Regions from separate parts of the Pan troglodytes genome. Here region 1 is linked to region 2. Evidence: chromatin contacts called from public HiChIP or PLAC-seq data. All regions are on one chromosome and are shown on one strand. The core of a region is the stretch at or near the end of the contact, and the rest is flanking DNA. Distances in the headings are between cores, read along the strand shown. Region 1 holds the start of SMC4 (structural maintenance of chromosomes 4). Region 2 holds the start of SCHIP1 (schwannomin interacting protein 1).

The links. HiChIP or PLAC-seq counts read pairs in DNA pulled down with a chosen protein or histone mark.
Region 1: an H3K4me3 HiChIP or PLAC-seq map of stem cell-derived excitatory neurons shows a contact between it and region 2, with 5 times the contacts expected there. The contact joins the promoter of SMC4 here to the promoter of SCHIP1 in region 2. A contact is called at or near these places in 1 of 7 Hi-C or Micro-C datasets (stem cell-derived neural progenitor cells) and 1 of 1 datasets of contacts at active chromatin or transcription factors (stem cell-derived excitatory neurons).

The regions. Positions count from the first base shown.
Region 1 is chr2:163,575,693-163,580,628 of NHGRI_mPanTro3-v2.0_pri, forward strand. It overlaps SMC4 (structural maintenance of chromosomes 4), which reads left to right and starts at 2,084. Exons shown (of 24, transcript XM_003950224.6): 1 at 2,084-2,300; 2 at 3,373-3,516; 3 at 4,488-4,666. The coding sequence starts at 3,378. It overlaps IFT80 (intraflagellar transport 80), which reads right to left and starts at 1,749. Exons shown (of 20, transcript NM_001279914.1): 1 at 1,713-1,749.
Region 2 is chr2:163,016,328-163,021,204 of NHGRI_mPanTro3-v2.0_pri, forward strand. It overlaps SCHIP1 (schwannomin interacting protein 1), which reads left to right and starts at 1,363. Exons shown (of 7, transcript NM_001243055.1): 1 at 1,363-1,612. The coding sequence starts at 1,583.

The DNA.
Region 1 (4,936 bases), core at 834-3,333, 560 kb after region 2:
ACTTGATATCCCATTATTCATCCTTAGCATACTTTGATAAGTTCAATGTCATAAACACAGCAAAATCAAATCCTTATGGAGCATGTGCTAGATGAACAATCATAAACAGTATGATGAGACAGGTATTATATGCTAGTTTCATAAATAAATACTCTCAAGATTGACAAACTGAGGAAACTGTCAAGCATATACCTAAAAAATGATGGAACTTGGGATTGTTTTCTATATTACATCTTTCCACTACATTGTGCTCTGTTCCCCCAAATACACCACTCAATTTGGTCTATACTTTTTTTTTTTTTTTTGAGACGCAGTTTCGCTCTTGTTGCCCAGGCTGGAGTGCAATGGCACTATCTCGGCTCACCGCAATCTCCGCCTCCCGGGTTCAAGAGATTCTCCTGTCCCAGCCTCCCTAGTAGCTGGGATTACAGGCATGCGCCATCATGCCCTGCTAATTTTTTATTTTTAGTAGAGACGGGGTTTCTCCATGTTGGTCAGGCTGGTCTCGAACTCCCAACCTCAGGTGATCCGCATAGTTTATACCTCTCCAACTCAGGTTTTGTAGTGTTTTACAACCTTTGGAAATGCAAAAATTCCAGAAGCCCTCAAAGATAATCCTTATATCTTCTTGGTATGCTTATCAGCCAAAAAACTTTTTTTCATTAAAGTTTGTTTTCTGTAGTTTGTTTTATGAAAACAACAATTCGTTTTTAACTTCAAACATAAAGATATATCACGATATTGAGTCTATGCTTATTCAATACACACCAGTCTCCCAACCTCACCAAATTCTTACAATTGGTTGGGAGGGGGGTGGCTCTCCACACCTTTTTGAGAATCACTGAACCTGACTTCATGCTCTTCCAGGGAAGAACCATAATGTATTTAGAGTGATCATGTAAATTCATTCAAAAGGCAGATTTAATGGTGATTTAACATGCCAGACCCTAAGTAAGCAAAAGTTAAAGAAAAAAAAAGGAGGCTAGTAGTTCTCAATGTCAATTACTTAAGAGTTGTTGCATGAATACTGGAGATAGTCAAATGAGCCAGTGGCTCTTTAACAATATAGGGAATTAGGAGCAAGTATGAGATTCTGATTATAAAGTTGTAGGAAAACTAACTTCCCAGAAAAATGCACATAGAATTATGTATACAATGTCAGGCGAGTTATGAACTCTGAAGCCCAATCATCTACCACCAGATCCACAGACCTCAGGTTAAAAACCCACTAAAACTAAGTTCTCGGGGAACAGGAATCGCCAAACTTGCTTACTAATTCTAATTATGCCTTACCCAGGGCAATGTATACAAACACTACTTAGGGAATATTTGCTGATCGATAATTTCCTCATAAAAATAACCAGAACACTGGCGAGTCGTTTTTTCCATTAAAGAGCCTTTTAGTCAAATTATTTTAAAAGTCCGAAACCTTTCACTAGTAACACCAATGATCTCGAAAATCATTATTGCGCTATTCACATGTCGACTAAGCTATCACGAATCCAGGTCTTCCAGTTGTCTCTCTACTCCCTTAAAATTCAGGGCTTCCTCCTTCGCATCCCAAAAGCTACACCCGGAGCCCCGCTGCCGCCAGGGAGACAGAAAATGATGCTCCACGAAGCACACAGCTTCAAAACAGGAAAGATGGGATCCAGTGATGGCTACAACTTCCAAACCCTTTTCTCACCAGGTCCAGAGGTGAAGGGATTTACCTCAAGTTCCAGGAAAGCGGTGGCGATTGCTCTCAAATACCTGGTACCTCCCCGTCACCATAGTGACTTCTAAGAGTTACGCTCCCTTCCTCTTCCCGCGATACTTCTACGCGGCACGTCATCCGAGTGGGCCGGCGAGCCCGCCCTCTTCTGAAGAGGCGTTTCTGGACCACTGAGCCCCGCCTCCCACTGTGAGCGGAACCCTACCGTTTTTAAAAAAATCTTTTTCAAAACTTGTCAGGTTGTCTTTCCAAATATTTTTAATAATAGTGCTGCTGCTGTAGACCACAGAGAAAAGAATCCCTCGCTCTTCCTTTTCACTTAGTAGAAACTTCTACCGCGTAGGTCCCGCCAGGAGTTCGCGCATGCGCAGGAGCGACAATAAGATGGCGGTGATAATCGCCGCACTTTTTTTCAAATTAGTGGATCCCAGAAATCATTGCGCGCATTTGTAACGAATTTCCGTTCGAGTTTGTATTTTAGGCGCCATTTTCGAGTGAAGGACCCGGAGCCGAAACACCGGTAGGAGCGGGGAGGTGGGTACTACACAACCGTCTCCAGCCTTGGTCTGAGTGGTCTGTCCTGCAGGTAAAGTACTTATCTTCCTGGTCAGGTTGTCACGCTCTTACTTCCTGCCTTGTCCGCGAGCGCCTGGAAAATAGAGGCCTTGAGCCCGAGCGGCGAAGTCCGGGCTTGAAGCTGCCGCTGGGAGATTTCTCTTGCTGTCACCCCTCCCCCCTCGGCCGCTCCCCGGCGGCCCGGGCTCCCGCGCGCAGCTCCCGGGCGCCACTTTTCCAAGCTACTCAAACGTCTCGGGGAGGCCCCGAGCCTCGCAGATCTCTTCTTTAAAAAATCCTAGTCTCTATCTGGAAAAGGGCGTCTCCCCCTACCCCTCTTTCTTCTGCCAACGGACTAGTCACCGGGTCTCAGCCTTCGCTGGTGACCTTTCATGGTTTACTATCCAACGGGACTCCGCTCGGGGAGTTGGAGAGACAAACTCTTGCCACTCCAAAATTAGCAAGCGCTGCCAGCGTCCGACTTGAAGTTGCTAGTGGTTAGTCCCAGCCTTCGCCCTTCGCGGTCCGACCGCGGAGAGGAGGGAGACTTCGTTATGCCCCGGGCCGTCAACGGCGCCAGGAGCTAAAGGGCGGGCAGACGAAAGCGGGCGGCGAGTCGCCAGTTAGTCCTCACCGCTCTGGAGAGAGTTGCTAGCCACGGGATCCTGACCCAGACACGAACTCGTTTCTCCACGTCGGTGCGCGCTTGCATCCCTGGCCCCGAAAGCGTGGGAATGTCCGGAAATGCTGGCGTATGGGAGTTCCTTAATTAGAAATGCGTTAGCGAATATTATACGCTTATACTATGGGCGGACGGGTGAAGAGCCTTAAAAACAACAACAACAAACTAAGCAGTTGCTCAATCGTTGATTGATCCTCAGGCACGTCTAGTTTTTCCCACTTACATAGGTCTTGTTAAGAAACCAGTCCTGCCTTCTTGCCACTCGTGTCTTTCGATGGCTCCCTTCCCGAAGTCCCGCTGCCTCTAAGCGGAGTGTTAAGCGGGGCTCTCGGAAGCCGGTGGACCGAGATTTCCCCGGGTGGGGCGGGCGCGGTGTAGCGGCCCGCGGGCTGACTTGCTCCCGGCTGTCCCCCGGCCCCAGCGACCATGCCCCGTAAAGGCACCCAGCCCTCCACTGCCCGGCGCAGAGAGGAAGGGCCGCCGCCGCCGTCCCCTGACGGCGCCAGCAGCGACGCGGAGCCTGAGCCGCCGTCCGGCCGCACGGAGAGCCCAGCCACCGCCGCAGGTGAGTGAACCGCCGCGACTCGGCAGGAACGCGCGCTGTGGGACTGGCAGGCAAACGCGCCCAGCCCGAGGCTGGCTGGGGTTGTTGAGCGCGGAGTTGACATCTGAAGGTCCGGTGTCGGTCCGGTAGAGGCTCAGGAAAGCCATTTGGCAACTTTGAGATAGGATTCCCGTGTAATTTTGGTGTAACGGCGCTGGAAGGGATGGGGGCGAGCAAACGGGTTCAGTTGTGAATTTTTGTTTGTGACCTGTGGAATGGTACAGGTCACAAACAAAAATTCAATATCTTTATTGTTACTTCCGCTAAAATCGAGACGGTCAATCAAGAGAGCAAGTGGACTTTTTTCCCAGAGACAATCAATATGACTATGTGAGCATGATGAAAAGTTTTTTGACCCTAACCTCACCTCCGTGGTCTTAGATTGCCTTTAAAGAGAAGACGATAATTTATTTGAAGCCACTGTAGCTTTTGTGAGTCCAGGAGTTGGGTGACATTATTAAACCCTCGTGGTAGTGTCGCTGAAGTTCATGAGTTTCCAAAATGAAGGTTCCAGGTGCTCAGTGGTACGGAGAATTGCATCTAGAGCCTTAGGATTTAACCTCCTGTTTAGGATAGGCAGCAGGAAATAGCTTGTTACGGTTTTCCCAGATTTGCTCTATGATGTAGTGTTTTGACTCTTAAGAGGTATAGGTATATAGAATTTTGTGACCGGTGGCATTTCTTTCAAGAATTTTTTTTAGTAAAACCAAGCTGAAGGTTTAGTCACCCCCATGAGTTTAAGATAATAACATATTTAAGTGGAAAATATAGACTCCTAAGTTTCATAAATAACATCCCTCCATCCCCTACTTTAAAGATGGGCAGTCATTAGTTCTCCGAACTAATTGCACTAATGTAGGCTTGAACTAATTGCACTAATGTAGGCTTTTCCCCCCGTTTGCCTTCGTTTTCTTTTCCTTTCACTGACTTAGAGACTGCAAGTGAGGAACTTGATAATAGAAGTTTAGAAGAGATTTTGAATAGCATTCCTCCTCCCCCGCCTCCAGCAATGACCAATGAAGCTGGAGCTCCGCGGCTTATGATAACTCATATTGTAAACCAGAACTTCAAATCCTATGCTGGGGAGAAAATTCTGGGACCTTTCCATAAGGTATTTGTATGGAAATAACTATTTTATAACTTTTTAAATAACTATTGTAAGGTAATACGTCTTTACAAGATGTTTCAGTTTTGTAACTATCCTAAAATTCATTCACTCCCTATTTATCCCGATAGTCTTTCTGTCTCTCTCTCTCTCTCTCTCTCACACACACACACACACACACACACACACACACACACACACACGTTTCATATGATTTTAACACTGAAATTATCTTTTGTTTATCTGGTTATCTTTGGTACCTCTAGCTATAAAGTT
Region 2 (4,877 bases), core at 113-2,612:
GAAACAACACGGGCCAGGCGTGGTGGCTCACGCCTGTAATCCCAGCACTTTGGGAGGCCGAGGCGGGCGGATCACGAGGTCAGGAGATCAAGACCATCCTGGCTAACACGGTGAAACCCCGTCTCTACTAAAAAAATATAAAAAAATTAGCCGGGCATGGTGGTGGGCGCCTGTAGTCCCAGCTACTCAGGAGGCTGAGGCAGGAGAATGACGTGAACCCGGGAGGCAGAGCTTGCAGTGAGCTCAGATCTTGCCACTCACCACTGCACTCCAGCCTGGGCAACAGAGTGAGACTCCATCTCAAAAAAAAAAAAAAAAAAAAAAAAAAAAAAAAAAAAAAAACTAAAAAAGAAAAGAAACAACAAAACTAATTGCCTGTGGCAACTGAGGAATATAAATAAGAAAATTTTATTTAAATTTTCTCATTACATTAGCTTGAAGAATTTACAGCCCAGTTTTTTCTTTTTGTGTATCCTCAAGTCCTGAAGTGGCCCTGAAGCCACTCAGAAACTGGCCCCAGTTTTTTCCCAGAAACATGTATTGTCTGACTTGTATTTCCTTTGAGTATTGTCCGCAAGTCCAGAATTACTCGGTCTCAGGGAGGATGGGTCTGTTCCAAGAATTGTATGTGCTGCATTGGGGGGTGTCCATATTTTCAAGTCACAGCGTTGGGTAATAATATATGTACAAAGCCTGACATTTAAAAAAAACCCTTCCAATTAAGAGTTTAGTTTTCATGAAGTAAATTATAGTGACTTTAATATTTTAATAAGCTCTCTCCCTAAAAAACTTATAACAGCAATTATTCTATCTTATTTCTATTGGACTTAAAAAGAAGCTAGGAGCCAAAAATAAGCAGGGAATTTAAAGAATTACAAAATAATCCTTTAAAGAGTAAAGACCTTTTAGTTATAAAGTTGACAAACACTTCAAAAACTCAACATAGAAAAACATCCTTTCATTGTTGGTATTCAGAATGGATTGTTCTCTCTTTAGCATGTTAAAAGTTCTAAAATTATCTTTAAGGTCTTTTTTTTTTTTTTTTTTTTTTTTTTGATAAGCACCAGCCAAGCAGCATTAGTGGGTAGGAAGGATGATGCCGGAGGTTAGAAATGTTCAACTGCAACATTGATTTGTGTCTATCTCTCTCCCTCTCCCTCGCTGGCCTTTTTCTCGTTAATGAGGACTAGAATGTTTCCACATCAGTTAACTGCCTTCATAAAGCACCAGAAGGTCACACCAGCTCCAGACTGATCCTTTTCTTTGTGCCTATAATATAATTGGCTGATTGTGCGGGTGATGAGCGCCCCCTCCCCCCAGCCCGGTCCCAGCTCCATGTTCCTAAGCCTGCCTCACTGGTTTCGGAGGGCTGGAGAGCAGCTCAGCTCGCTAGCTGCGCGCTTCCCGGCACAGGCAGTGCCACTGCGCAGGTTGATCAGCGAAACAGCATCCATTTTAATCTGCGGGGAGCCCCTGCCTTACCAGGGCATTCTCTCCGCCCGCCGGTGGATGCTCCACGCCTGCCCTCCGCAGCCTCGCTCAGCAGTCCTGCGTTGGGGTCTGCGCCCTAGGATGCACTGAGATGGTACATCAGGATAACTGCTCGTATCAGGTAAAATTTAAAGCCTGATTCTGAGGCCGGCATCCTTTGGGAGAGGAGGCCTTCCTCTTCCAAAGCAGCAGGTTGCCTCTTTCCGGATATTCAGGGATTTTGCCATCTTCCGCGCCTGGCCTTCATCACATGCAGTATCTGAATTGTAATTAGCTTTTCTGGGGAGTAATGGGGCAGAAAACACTGCTTCCTTGGCCTTTAAAGCATTTGTGAAATTCACGGAGGTGATCTGTGCTTTGCATATTTTGTACGTCTGCAAATAAGAGGAATTGCTTTGGACTGTAATTTGAATTTAAGGGAATTTCAGAGGAAAATCTGTTTGGAATCTCACATCGATAACACTGAAAAACGTGATTTTTGCTCGTTGCATAGGATGTGAGTTGCTTCACATCCAGCTTTTAGGACTGTCTTTAAGAAATTATGTAAATAGATAGTCGCGATTGATAATCTTGGAAATTTTCAAAAATCAGCCAGTATGCACTTGATGTTTAAAGTTGCACTTGTGTGTCTTTCCGAACTTATTTTTACTAGTATGTTGTTTTAAATGGTTGGTAAATAAGCATTAAAGTATCAACATGCATCAAAAACTCCAAATAGAAAAATCTTAGTAATGCATATTCATTTGTATGCTAATTTGCTACTGGAGTTATGAATTAAACACTTAGACAATTTCAAAAGATCAGCTCTAGAGTGTTTAGTAACTCCTTGGTAGGACTTGGACTGTTGAGGCAACATTGAAAGTATCTTTGTTGAAAACAGACAGCAAGAATGTTCTCAGAGAAATTGCTCTTTGCAGCAGCAGGCAGGGCTGGTCCAAATCTTGGAGAGTTAATATTGGGATATTACTCAACTCACTGAGTTTAGAAGCTCTGAGAGACCAATTCTCTAACTTAACAATGCTTCTTCCTTGTGTGAGGTCGGTTACCTGAGACAAGCAAGTGTTTCTCATAAGGTCAGATTTCACAATGGTAAATATGTGCAGGCAAAAATAGTACATTTCACAAGACTCAAGGCAGTGGTTCCTCAGCTAAGTAACGTGTGCCTATGAAATGTATTTATATACTTTGTCTTGCTTAATAACTAGAAATTTGTACTTACAGATTTATTTCATAGTATTTTCATTTTATGGTACATTTAGGGCCATAGATCCTAAATATTGAGCTTCATGCTTCACAGTAATTCTTTCCACGAGAAAGGGGTCACAGATGCTGAGAAAAAACCAACATGTCACTTACACATAATACAGAACTTGAGGGTAGGGGATGTCAAGTATCCATAGAGAGCCTAATCTACACATGGCATGGCTCCAGGTGATTGAATTACTATAATAATTAAAATAACTCTCTCTTTTCCAAGAATCTATTTATTTTTGAAGGGCAAACTACTATAAGATTATTCCGTATGTCTTTTCATTAGGTTGAACATAAAAGCATTGTTTTTGTAGGTTGAAAATTGGTCAAATATCAGCAATTTCATCTGGAGAGAAGGGGTTATATTAGCATTCTACTTCTTCCAAAGGAAGATAAATTGATTTTATTTTACATGAGCTGCAATATATAACAGTGTCATTATGTGTTTAATAGTTTTGAAGTATTTATTGCTTATTTTCACAATAAAATTAAGTGTATTGGTTGGGTAATAATGGTCAATAGATTTTGCATCTGCATGGGATTTTATAGTAGAACTACCTACATGTGTATGTTCTTTTGAAGTGCTCTCTCTTTATACATAGCTCAGCGAAAACAGAAACATTAACCTTGAAGCCAAATCTTAATCCCACTTAGAAACCTTCATTTTAGAACCCAGCTGGCACCACATGCAACTGGATTCAGAAAAGGTGCTTTCTCGAAGTCCTTAGCTTGATGTTTGTAGTCACTGATGATATCTGCAGTTGAATGGCTTTCGGAAACTTCCCCACCATTTTACAAGGACTTACTTATTTTTTAAGGATGATATTGCAGTGGTTAAAAGCAAATTTCTTAGATTAGCATTTTTAGTCCGTTGATAGAATTCATTTGAAATATTGATTCCTTTTCTCCCATAAATGATGTATGCCAAGATTTCTTAATGGGTAGTCCATGAATGGGGGCTTTAGGGGCCATTCCCCTGAAAATTGCATGCACATTTTGGTGCTTTTGTATAGATGTACATCATTGTTGTCGTGGTTGTTATTGCATTCATAATTACAGCAATAATAGCCTTCTATGTGTTCTACCTACCCCTGCCCTTGCCCACACTCCATAGTCTATTTTCAACACAGTTTCCAAAATGAGCTTTTAAAACTGAAGACAGATCATGTCCCATATCTCAAAAATTTTAGTTTATCATCCTGCTCAGAGTAAAAATCCAAGTCCTAACAGGGCTTTATATCAGCTCGTCCCTGCTTCCTCTTGGACTCCGCTCCTACATTCCTGATTTCCTCCACTACCTTCCTACCATGCTGGGCTGGCCCTGCACCTGCTATTCCTTCTGCCTGGCATGCACCCCCACCTCCCCTATCCACCCCCTCCCCGCCCTACTGTGTAGGGTTGCCAGATTTAGCAAATAACTTACAGCATTTGGGACATACACTAAAATATTGTTCACTGTTTATCTGAAATTCACATTCAACCAGGCATCTAATATTTTACATCTTATAGATATTTACCTTATATTGTCGCCTCTTTACTCCCCATCCATTACTCTCTCACTTTCTGCGAGTCTTTGCTCAGATGTCACTTCTAGGTGAAGCCTTATCTGGATGTAATCTGTAAACTTCCAGCTCTCCAGTTCTATCCCAATATTTCTTTCTTTCTTTTTTTTTTTTTTTTGAGATGGAGTCTCACTCTGTTGCCCAGGCTGGAGTGCAGTGGCGCAATCTCAGCTTACTGCACCCTCCGTCTGCTGGGTTCAAGCAATTCTCCTACCTCAGTCTCCTGAGTAGCTGGGATTACAGGCGCCCGCCACCATGCCCAGCTAATTTTTGCATTTTTACTAGAGACTGGCTTTCACCATGTTGGCCAGGCTGGTCTCGAACACCTGACCTCAGGTGATCTGCCCGCCTTGGCCTCCCAAAGTGCTGGGATTACAGGCATGAGCGCGGCCTATCCCAATATTTCTATCATGCTTCTCTAATTTATTTTTATATTTATTTATCGCCATTTATCATAGTACATATTTTACTTATTTGTCTATTTTCTGGCTCCCTCACTCACTTCATGAGGGCAGGGATTTTATCTTTGTTCTGTCTGCTTTCTCAGTGCTTAGAATAGGCCCTCAAGTAATA